Regions from separate parts of the Sus scrofa genome. Here region 1 is linked to region 2. The links are chromatin contacts, called in public promoter capture Hi-C maps. All regions are on one chromosome and are shown on one strand. The core of a region is the stretch at or near the end of the contact, and the rest is flanking DNA. Distances in the headings are between cores, read along the strand shown. Region 1 holds the start of ADNP (activity dependent neuroprotector homeobox). Region 2 holds the start of PARD6B (par-6 family cell polarity regulator beta).

Region 1 (6,074 bases), core at 429-2,928, 160 kb after region 2:
GTGTGGGGATGGACAGCATTAAAATGGCAAACACAGGAAACAGTTTGGTTTTTCCCCTCCTAAGCCTTTGTCTGAGAAATGGGGTTAGGGCAAGAACTGTCCAGAGGAATTGGGAAATGCAAGAACATCAAGAAGACTTAGTGTGGGTATGAGTGTGGGTACGTGTGTGGCTAAAAAGAATGTGAGACCTTAGCGCTTGGTCTTGGGCAGAAGAGGAAGAGAAGCAATCGCGCCTTTTCCAAGCAGACAGGCATCCAGGTTGGGGGGGAGGGGAAGGCAGGCAGGCAGCCCAGAGGAAAGAGGTGAATAAAAGGGTGCTCAAAGAACTACTCCCCATTCATTGCACTGAAAAAAAAAAAATCTTTCGCAGCTTTCCGGATTTCCATTTTTTACCATCTTATTGCAAAGTTGGGGCTCAGAATGCTCGCAAGAGGTTGTGCTGACCAGGCAGCTGCAGTTGAGAAAACGGGGTGGCGGAGGGCTCCGTGGTCAGGATAGGAGGGGAGCTGGCACGTTAGGGAGGGAAGATTGCACAGGGGAAGCAAAGACTTTCACTCCCTGCCATGCATGCTCCCCGCCCCCCCGCTCCCCCCCCACTAAAGGTGGGTAGACCTGGCAGAAGGCTCGTCCCAGGCACTGGGGGTATGCGTGGGGTGCTCGTTTGCGGGGGGGGGGAGGGGGGAGAAAAGGATTAGTTCCAAGGATGGGAGAAGCTCGGTTCTTGCTGGGGGCGGGGTGGAGGGAGATGCCACTAGCTGCAAAAGCTCCGGTGGCTGGGCAGGCTGCTGGCCTTCGCGGACTCACGGGGCGGGGGAGGGGGGTCGGGCTGCAGGAGGAGGCGCCCGGACCCCGGGGCAGAGCCCGAGTAGCGGTCCGCGCCGGGGCGGCCGCTCCTTGAGCACCGGAGTGTGCAAAAGAGCGTGTGCGGCCAGAGAACTGGCAGTCTAAACAACAATGCGCCCGCGGGGCCGGCGGCGGGAGCCGCGCGGGCGAAGGGTCGGGAGCAGGGCCGGGCCGCGCGGGTCGGCGCCGGGCTTACCTTGACTCGGCCTCGAGGCGCGCGCGGGGCCGGCGTGCTCCGGGGCCGGGCGGCGGCGGCGGGCGGATGGCGGCGGCACGGCGCTGGCGGCGGCGAGGGCGCGCCCGGGGCCTCGTCGCGCTCCGGCTCGGCGGGCTCCGGCTCGCGCCGCGGCCGCGGCTGCTGCCGGGGGGCGCGGCGGGCGCAGCAGAGCGGCGGGCGGCGGCGGCGGCGCGAGCGGCTCCCTCCAGTCCCCGCGCGGGCGGCGGCGGCGGCGGCGTCGTCGAGCGGTGCAGACAAAGGAGGGGCGGAGGGAGGAGACGGAGGGTGTGGGAGAGGCGGCTTCACCGGCGCGGGCAGGCGGGTGGCGGCGGCGGCCGCGCTCCTCTCGCTCCTCAGCAGCGGGGACCGAGAGAGGGAGCTGTGTCTGAGGAGACGCCAAAATCCCCCTTAGCGCTGCCCGCGGGAGGGGGAGGGGGCACAAGATGGCGGCGGCCGGGGGGCGGGAGTTCAGTTCATGGATCCCGGCGGGCGGCGGAGGGGAGACCGGGCCGACGGAGGCGGCGGAGGCAACGAGCGGGGGAGGGGGCTGATCCCGCGTCTCCCCTCGGCAGACAATACAAGCGCCTCGGAGCGAGTCCCCGAACCTGCCCTAGCCAAAATGGCGGCCGAGAAAGAGCGGAAGTGACGTAAGAACTCATTAGCATAAGAGGACTCATTGTCCAGCTAAGTGGGGGGGGGCAGTGGGGGACAGTACCCCTACCCCCATGTCCCCCAGAGACAACTCTTACTCTCACCTGTGCTTGCACCTAACTTTTTCTGAAGGAGGGTGGCATCAGCACCCCCATCCCCGCCTAAGGGAAATTATATAATCCCCACTGAGGGGGAGCTCTCGCGAGAACCAAGAGGATTTGCCATTGACCCACTAGGAGGCGCCGCGGATAATGGCCGCAGTGCGCTTCCATGGCCCGTGTGCAAGGCGGGCGCCTTCCTCTGGCCACAGCGCTGGCGGCGGAGGCACCAGCAGCGGGCCGCAGCACGCCCTGCACTCAGTCAGGTGGCCGTGCTGGAGATCCCTGCGCGGGCCCAGCTGGGCCTGGACTACATCAGGCGGGAGGGGGCGTGCGGGCGGCCCCGAGGCTCCACGTGCTGGGAAGCCCGCGCTCTCAGGGGCTGGGCAACAGTGGGGAAGGGCAGGGACGCCTCCTGCCTTAAATGAGGTGTGAGGGCCTCGTGCTTCACACATCACCTTGAGATGAGACACAACCCCATGGATGCTTGACCCCTTCCTGGTAGGGTGGGCTACTGGATGGACAGGCCTGCGTTTTACAGAAGGCCAGCTGTTGCCCTGGGGCTGGACTTCCTTCCAAGTCAGTGATGGGCTCTTATCTTTGGCCTGAAGAAAACAAGTGAGATCCCTATCGTTTTGAGGCCACTGGACTAGTGAAGCTAAAGGATGAGAAATGTTGCCCATGGGTCTCCGCAAGATCCTTAAAATCACATTTAGACTGTAGTCCCAAAGACAGTCAGTTCTGGTGCTCACACAATCTGGACAGCATAACATGGGCTTCGGTAAATTTAGGTCAACCCCAACCAACACATTATCTTTTCAACATTCTTGAACCCACTTTTTATAGTTGAGTGCATCTGAGTGTCTATCATTTACTAAACATACTGAAAAGTAATAAATGTCAACTGTGAAGGATTTAACCAAACCCGTTAAGATGTGCTCTGTAAATACACTTATCCTTTGGTGTTTCAATAAATTTCAAGTGAAAAGTTTCATCCCAGAAGACTCTGATTTAATTGCAAATAGTACAAATGGTGGTTACATATAGCCCAATATGTCTAAGGCTTCAGTCAGAAGATTTAACAAGCTGTTTCATCCAACACAGCATTCCATTAATTTCTGGAATTGTGATAAAATATATCTTTAAAAGCCAAATCAAGAAGTTACTTTGTGGTACATCGGGTTAAGGATCTGGCATTGCTGCAGCTGTGGCGTGGGTCTGATCCCTGGCTCTGGAACTTCCATCTGCTGTTGAGTATTAAAAAAAAAAAAAAAAAAGCCAAATCAGTATTTCAAGAGAACATAGGTAGAAAAAGTTGTTGGGGGGCGGCGGCAAACTATTCGATTTACAGAAACAAAGAAGAAAGATCTAATTACATGTTGTAGAAGACAGGCAAGAAGAAATATAAAAAATGTAAAATAATTTTTTGTTTAGTTTTCCTTAGATATTATATTACTTAGATTTCATACTGCGATAATACAATGGGAGAACATCTGGATTTTGTCCCTGGCCCCATTTACAAAGTAAAAAGGGATGCTGGATTCACATGTAAATATTTAAAAAGATTTTATAGTGTTTAAATCACCATTTACTACAAAAATGCATCTAAACAGTCCAAATTCTTTTCTAAATAACTTCCAAATGGTGCAAGTTTTCACTGCTCAAATACTTTAGTGTAAATTCCAACAGTAAGTCGAATGACTGTAGGAATAAGAACAAAAAAGACTAAAAAGGTAAAAGCTACTTTCTCTAGAAGGCAATACCATATAGTGGGTTCTCTGAGGTAATTTAAGCTCTGCTTCACATAGTTAACGAAAACCTAACTTTGAGTTTAGATAAAAAAGAACAGAATCTAAACACTCCCCAAAAAAGTATTATATTTGTATTATGTAACCTTAAAACTAATTTTACATCAGTGGTGATGAATTTTCTAGTTGTTATTAATGATGAGACAAGTCACTTCTCCAAGGAAGGAGGGTGGTGATGGGCCAGCAGTTCAGCTCTGCATAAAAGGGAAACAGTTGAGGCCCTTATTGGAATGTGTCCTATTGATTCGACTATGGGGACAGGTAATGTTTAAACTGACAACAAAGGTTTTAAGCTCTGGTATTCATTTCTGGTAGGATCTGTTAGAAATGCATGTGGAAAAACCAGTCTTTAAATTTCTTTAGCAGCCAAATTAGGCCAGGAAAATGTAGTAATTAGGAATACTGTTCACTAAATATGCTTATTAAATCACACAGACACACCCCTTCCTTTTACTTGCAAAGGAGAGTCAACTTGTATTTGCTGAATGTATCTTACTCAGAATTGTAAAAAAAATACTGCATGATCTAAAAGCTATGTTATAGCTGAAAATAGCTCTTTGGGGCAATATCTGTAGAAGCTAAGTAAATGGAGTATTTGTGCTGGCTTTACTGAAGAACATAACCTGCATTTTAACTGGCAGAACAGTTTTCTGAATAAACAGAAGAGCTATAGGGAATTTTTGCCACATTACTAATGATGTATGCTTTGTTAATGGTCCTGAAAGAATATGAACACAAATACTCTGAGAAAAAGAATATAGTTAAGATGTTTAAAAATGACCACAGCAGCTAATTTATGCCTTAATGTCATCAATATTTTTCCTTACTGAGAAAAGTTACTGCTCAAAAGAGAAAAAAACAGTTCTGCAAGCAACTGCTGTCAAGTTGTTTCTAATTCACAATATGTATTTGAAATAGACTTGCTCTGACAGATGAAATGCTTCATCAACAACTGCGAAGAACCAAATTCTAAAACTGTGCTCAAAATGTATTATCTGGTTTAAGAAATTTGAGATACACTTTTAGAGAAAGGGCTAAGGTGTATATTTTTTTTTCAATTCATACAGAAAGAGCCATATATATTTCATGAATATAACTAGAACTCCTCTTACTTCTGACCCCTATTAGGTACGAATCCAGTTTTTATAAGGGTACTTCAAAATCGTGCCCATGTAACAAATTCTACATTTGCAAACTCTAATGAAAGCAGTAATATTTTATGCAAACATCCCATATACATTTATTTACAGGCCTCGATACAGCAAAATGTAAAAGAAAATTGAGAACACTGCTCATTTTTCTAATTTGCCATATAAAATGGAGTTTCTCTGGAAAAAAAGACTTGCACGAAATTTACCTTACCTTATGATTTATGCTCTAAGAGTACATTTTATAAAATTCAGCAACCGGCCTTCTTTTAGGTTTAAACCGAAATGAACATGATTAAGTATAAATGAGTAACTTTCTTTTATGTAGTAGCAAAAAGAGTCAATAATCCTTTCAAGAAAGAGACTATTTCATTTCCTCCCAACTTGGATTCACCATAAACACGATCCACAAATGATATTGGAACCTAGTCAAAAAAAAAAAAAAAAAAAAAAAAGCATTAAGTCAGTCTTCAAAAATATTAGCAAAGAGGCAAAGCAGGCATACAATTACTAATACAACAGAAACAAGATTACTCCTCTGATAGCAAGTCTTTCAAGGTAAGTCAGAATTGTGGGATCCTTATAGTAATTGTATGCAACTCCAAGTCTTTAAAATTAAACATGAATTCTATTATCTAAAAATAGGTCATATGAACCAAATCTACAGTTGTTTTGAAAAGCACTGATCTGGAGTATTAAGTTGGTTTACTCAAGCTTCAAGGAGAAATTATACTCCAAAAGTAAAATGGTCTTTCCCCTAATTTTTTTCAGGAGTCCATCAAATTCAGCTGTTATGATTTTAGTACCAAGCGCAAAAATCTTCTCACTTCTCCAAGAGCAGTAGCGTTCTAGTCAGCTGTCTTCTGCTCCGAATGAGGATGTTCGCGTTAAACGAGGAGACTCTTCCCATGAGCCTACTAGCTGGCTGTACATATTAAGGAACCTCTCTGCTCCCCCAATTCCTGCCCTTTTCATTTACTCGAAGGCAACAAGCAAATGGGATTCATCTTTCATTTTTAAGTAGGGTGGCTGATGGCCAAGCAAGGGGGAAAAGCTGCAGACAGACTCATCCCATAAGGCTGGGTGGTCAGAAGAAAGGGCAAGGATAATAACGACACTGCCTTCTGCTAATGTTTTCAATATTGGTAAGTCAAATATATTAACTTGAAAGGAATGTGAATTTTCATCCTATGCATGGACATTCTAAACACCTGGAAGCCTTCCACATTTATTTAGTAGAACATGAACGTTAACCTTTTACTATTAAAAAGTTTAAATGTTGGAGTTCCCGCTATGGCAAAATGGGATC
Region 2 (5,880 bases), core at 1,960-4,459:
CTTATCTCCCCCACTCCCTGAGTATTAATTCTCTCGGGCCTGGGACCAGCTTGTCATTCCCCGAGTAGGTCTTGATCAGCTTTAGCTTGAGGATTTGGGGGTGGGGAGGGAGGATGGAGAGAAATGAGATTAAGGTTCCACCTTCAAAGAAACCGAAACATAAACCCTGCACCGTTTCCACTGTTTCTCTGGGCTTCTTGCGTCTCAAGAAAGGCTGAATTTCAGGCCCGGCGAACAAACTGGTGCCGGGAACCTCGCTCTCGGAATGAAAGGGCCCCCCTCCTCCCCATCGCCTTTATCGAGTTCAAACTATTTCCCACATTCCTGCCTTACACAGCCCAGGCGCACTTGTGATGCAGGCCTCAGAGCAAATTCCGCTTAGGAGATCCAGAAAGCTCTGGCCTGAACCTCCCTTCCAGAAAGGAAAGTCCAAGAGCGATGCCACACCCGGGGGAGGGCACAGAGGATGTGACGACACCTCCAGGAATGCAGGGCCCACGCAGGTGTGTTGGCACCCACGAACTTCCTCTGTAAAAGGGCTTGATAAATCAGTGCTGATAACACACCCAACCAGCGCTCACTCAGGACTGGGGCCCAGGCTGGGGCCCTGGCGAGTGGGGACAGGAGAGTAATAGCCAACAATAGAGATCCCTAAAGGTAGGGACCTGTGTGCTCCCAGGGGTCCCTGAGAACTCTTCAGGGGGTTCTCAAAGCCAGAACTGTTTTCACAATACTAAGAAGTCACTTGCTCTTCTCACCCTCCTGTTGCATAGGTAAACAGTGGAATTTTCCAGAAGGGATAGGACATGGATGATATCTGGATGAGTACTAGAGTGTGTGCTTGTTGTAGTCTCGTGTTTTAAATATTTCTCAGTTTTAATTTTAATGCAAGGAATTCTGAAAGATATATCACACAAAACCAAATACCTAGAGGTCCTCCATAATTTATAAGAGTTTCAAGGGGTCTGGGGGAGTTCCCAATGTGGCTTTGCGAAAATGAATCTGACTAGTATCCATGAAGACCCAGGTTTGAGCCCTGGCCTTACTCAGTGGGTTAAGGATCCAGCATTGCCATGAGCTGTGGTGTAGATCGCAGACAAGGCTCGGATCCCGCGTTACTGTGGCTACGGTGTAGGCCGGCAGCTCTGATTCAACCCCTAGCCTAGAACTTCCATATGCTGTGGGCAGCCCTAAAATACAAAAAAAAAGAAAGAGTATGAAGGCGCCTGGAGACCAAAGCCATCTTGATGCCCCATCACAGCACCACGCTTCATCTCCAGTTTAGCTTGTCACATAGTAGGTGCTTTTGAACAAGGGGCACAGAGGCAGCTTTATTATTGTTCCGGTTGGGGTGGTGTCCTTTCCCACCCAAAATAGCCAGAAAAACCTTAACTTCCTCCTGGAACATTTGGTGAACTGAACCCCTGGGGGAACGGTGGGCTTCTTCCCTCTGAACCAAGGCGGGGCAAAGTTCATAGAGAGAAACCACCCTCCTTGGAGGCAGCCTCCTGCAGAGACGTATCCGAGGACCTGCCAAGTCAGGCAGGCGCTACTGCTCCAGAGGGAGCAAAGCAGATGTGATCCCTGCCTTCTCCGAGCGCTCATTCTGGGGCAGAGGCAGGTTACTCGCAAAACACTCAGGAAACTGGAACCTGACACAAGTGCTGGGAAGGAGGGGTGCAAAGTGTTAAGAGGGATTTGAGGCAGTAGATAGAGGAGGAAGGCCCTGGGGACTCGGGTGGAATCAAGCACCCTAACCAGCTCTTCCTGGCCGGCTCAGGTTAGAAATCCCAACCGCAAGCCCAGGTCCAGCTGATGGAGGGTTCCAATGATTTTGATGAGCAGCAGTGCTGCTGGGAGCCCCTCTGCAGGTGGGTGGGGGCCTTGGGGGTCTCCTCACCGCCCTAGCAGGGCCAGTGCTGAACAGGGTTCCTGTGAGGAGAAAGCCAGTTCTGGGGCATTTAGAGAGACGGATTCAGTCATTTATTATCTGCCGGGTGGGGAGACAACGAACACAATCCAGTCATTGGTGCACAAAGCGAATAGCCCAGAAACGGCCAGAGGGAGAGGGAAACTTCAGAGATTAAAAAAAAAAATAAAAAGGAAAGCCCTGGAAGGCTGATCTAGAAGTACTCTCTGCCGGACCTTCGAGAAGCCATCCATGGCCTCAGCCCTCCGTTCTAGTGCCCACTCAACCCCTTGGGATCTGACGGACTGAAGAGTCTTTACTAACAAAACTAAGTCAGGAGAGCCCCTGAGATTCTTGCCCAGTAACTGCTGCAGAGGCGAGAAACTTGAATTTTGCAATCAGAGTTGCAGCCAGAAGCCTAAACGACGTATATGGGTGCTGGAGGGGCATTGTTGCAGGCTGCAGCATCCCAAAGTGGAAGGGAAGGGACAGCACAAACCTATCAGCCCCACCGCGCCTCCGCAATCACCCGGGCGCGAGCTCCGGCCGGGTGCAAGGCAACGCGGCGCGCGCCTGCGCGTGCGCAAACGGCCAACCCGCCCTAGCTCGTCTCCAGGTGCGCTCACGCTTCCGGCCAGCGGTCCCGGGGCGGAAACTCCAGAGCGCGCGCATGCGCTTTCCAGCTCTCCTGCTTGGTCGAGAGAGGAGGCCCAAGGCTTCAGGTGATCCCGCCCCTCCCTCGCAACGCGGGACCAATTGTACGGCGGTAGGCGGGATTTTCGAGAAGGCGGCCCGCCCATGCGCTTCGCGAGGCGTGTATCAATTGGTTGGCGCTGAGGGCGCAGGTGCGCGCTTCCCATTGGGTGTGGGCGGAGCGCGAGCGGCCAAGGCGTCTACGGAGGCTGCAGGTGAGCGCGCGCACGAGCCGCGGCTTTTGCCCGGCTCGAGTGCGCGCGCGCGCGGGCTCGCGGGGGAGGTGGCCGGGAGCGAGGCTGCGGCGCCTGTCTCCTCTGCTCCGCCTCCTCCTCCTTCTCAGCGTCTCCGCCGCCGCGGAGGCCGGGAGGGAGGGAGTCGCGTCCCCGCCTGCAGCGCCGCCAGTCCGACCCTTGGTTCCGCCGCGTGAGGATCCAGTCGAGCGGAGCTCTGCGCAGAAACCCGAGCTGCGGCCGCCCCTCTGCAGGTGCCTGTGAGGAGGCGCCCGGGCCGCAGCCGCGTCGCGATTCCACCCGCCGCGCACTAGCTCCCTGCGCTTCCAGGGGCGGCCCCGCTGGAGGAGGCCGCTGAGGGGCCCGGCCTCAGGATGAACCGCAGCCACCGGCACGGAGCGGGCAGCGGCTGCCTAGGGACCATGGAGGTGAAGAGCAAGGTGCGCGGGGCCCGGGCTGGGCGGAGCGGCCAGCTAGATGGGGACTGGGGCCGGGGCCTTGTGGGGATGAAGGGGACCGACTGGGGCCTGGGGGAGGCCAGGGGCTGGCCAGGGCCGGCCTTAGGAGCTGCCCGGGGGCTTGAGAGCGTAGGGGACGCAGTGGTGGGTTTTGTAGGTAGAAGAAAGTGGGTAATGAACTTGCTGAGAAGGGGGCGAGGGTGGGGGCATCGTGTCTGCCCCTGCTCCAGGTAGGAAAAAGACCAGTCTCCTTCCATAAAAATCGTTCCTGTTCTAGGATGGGAGCAAGGGCCGAGGTCTACCCGAGGGTGGGAGACGTTTGAGCGGAGCGTGGTACGAAACATTTGGAGGAATTCTATCTCCTGGCCTATGAGTAAAGGGTATTTAGAACACCCATGGTCACAAAATGTTACCTCTTCCTGTGGTTCAAGGGTGCATCGAGTAGTGGTGAGAGAGCCCAGGGAACTTAAGAGCCCTTCTAAAGTTAGCTTTGCCTCCTGCTAGGGATTTTTCTAGCTCTAACTTTGGCATGCATTTAATCTATAAAATTAACACAATCTCTACTTTCGTTAGCCCTTTACAGTTTGAATCTGGGTGCTCTTTTCATTCCATCATGCTACCTTTTCACGTCAAGTGTTTTCACTCTCGACCAACGGTATGTCAGTCTGCTGATAATTACCTCGGTAGCCACGGAATTCCTAAACTGCAAGGCTCCCTGAGCAGGATAGCGTATGAGATTAGTAAGGGAATGCTTTCCAAGGGGAGTTTTGAGCTGGAATTTGAAGATGATCCCCCGCCCCACCCCCAAACATGAATCGAAGAGCCAAAAGGGACTTAGATAATCTAGTCTGATTCTCCAGGAACATGAGGAGCTCAGAAAGGTTATGACTTCGACAAGCTCTGCTTTTTATGACAAAATCTTAAAGCCTTTTTAAGGATAAGGTGTAGGCTTCAGAGACTGCAAAAGAGAACAGGGGCCGGGCAACATGTGGCGTTGGGAAGATCAAAACACATGAAGGAAGAGGAGAAAAGTAAAACCGTATCAACTTAAAAAATAATGAAATATCATTGAATGTAAGATTACAGGAGGAGAATGCAAAATCAAGGGGTGATTTTCAGTGCAGTAGAGTAAGGAGGGCTCCCTGGAGCCTGTGGATAGAATGGTTTCTATTATCCAGAGTTGATAAGTAAAGTTCTGTAAATTGCTGTAACTGAGATCATTGCGCTAAGAATATCTACACTTTTTTTTTTTTTTTTTTTTGGTCTTTTTGCTATTTCTTTGGGCCGCTCCCGCGGCATATGGAGGTTCCCAGGCTAGGGGGTCTAATCGGAGCTGTAGCCACTGGCCTACGCCAGAGCCGTAGCAACGTCGTGTCGGATCCCAGCCGCGTCTGCAACCTACACCACAGCTCATGGCAACGCCAGATCCTTAACCCACTGAGCAAGGCCAGGGACCGAACCCGCAACCTCATGGTTCCTAGTCGGATTCGTTAACCACTGCTCCGGGACGGGAACTCCTACACTTATTATTAACATTATTTTAAAATGTAATTTTCAACCTAACTCGTGTATCAGAATAGGCACTAGTTTCAGAAACTGTTCTGCTTAATAAGAGTATAAATGTAATTATGGCAGTTTAAGGAATACACTTTCCAGTGTCCCCCATGGAACTGCCATAGCAAATTGAAGTAACATGCTTGAACTAAGTTAAGAATAACTCAAAATATATAGAACTTTCCCTCTAGTGTAGTGGTGGTAGTGGTTCCGTGCCCAGAGCTTGAACCTTTTCATGGCATTTCTGTTTTAAATCTAGTTTGGGTTTGTAGGAGTTGAGGTTAAGAAAAGAAAAACACTTATGATATTGCATAATCTTGAAATTCAGTTTGCGGTCCTAATCGTGGTAGCAAGTCTTTAATTTTTTATCATTGGAAAAAAATGAGTAAGGCTTCTAGGTGCACTGATAAATACAGTCAAGTAGTAATTTATCTCTGGGACTCGGAAACCTTGAGGTCTTGGGGACTGGAATTTCAGGCTTACTGCCCTTCTCTTCTGTCAACTGATCTGTGATTTTTTTCCCATACTATGTATTTTACTTGTCATTCTAGTGAATCATGTCTCTTAAATAGAATTAAGGCATTCTGAGAACCTGCATCTCATGAAGTGAGGTCCCACTCGAGTTCCAGCTCTTGATAAATAGGCACAGTGCTGTTTCTAGTGTGTCCTGACACCTTGTGTTTTAAATATGCATTTATTTTTAATGGATTAAATAAAACACCTGGCATCTTTGCCCTTTAAAAAATATTTGGACAGATGTGTGAAACAATACTTCCTTTTTCACTACCTTAGTGATATCACAACTTTTTACAAAGTTGTTCTCCAGGAGCTTGTAACCACAACTAGGTGATGTCCAGATCACCTTTCAGGATCTTTTTCTTCTGCACAGAAAACAGTATCAACTTTATTATCTTTGCTCATGGAAAGGGAAAATAGCACAAGTAATGGATAATACAAATATAACTATAGTTAAGTTGCGATGCCAGTTACCATGTGACTTTGGTAACTGATGTATCATCCTGTTTCTCCAGAG

What was found. Promoter capture Hi-C pulls out the DNA fragments that hold promoters and counts their contacts.
Region 1: a promoter capture Hi-C map of liver shows a contact between it and region 2, with 2.3 times the contacts expected there. The contact joins the promoter of ADNP here to the promoter of PARD6B in region 2. A contact is called at or near these places in 1 of 5 promoter capture datasets (liver) and 2 of 47 Hi-C or Micro-C datasets (liver and skeletal muscle).

Annotation. Positions count from the first base shown.
Region 1 is chr17:52,349,054-52,355,127 of Sscrofa11.1, forward strand. It overlaps ADNP (activity dependent neuroprotector homeobox), which reads right to left and starts at 1,679. Exons shown (of 4, transcript NM_001123071.1): 1 at 1,040-1,679. It overlaps DPM1 (dolichyl-phosphate mannosyltransferase subunit 1, catalytic), which reads right to left. Exons shown (of 9, transcript NM_001101820.1): 9 at 5,086-5,190. The coding sequence ends at 5,086.
Region 2 is chr17:52,192,151-52,198,030 of Sscrofa11.1, forward strand. PARD6B (par-6 family cell polarity regulator beta) reads left to right here and starts at 3,210. Exons shown (of 3, transcript NM_001130532.1): 1 at 3,210-3,275. The coding sequence starts at 3,210.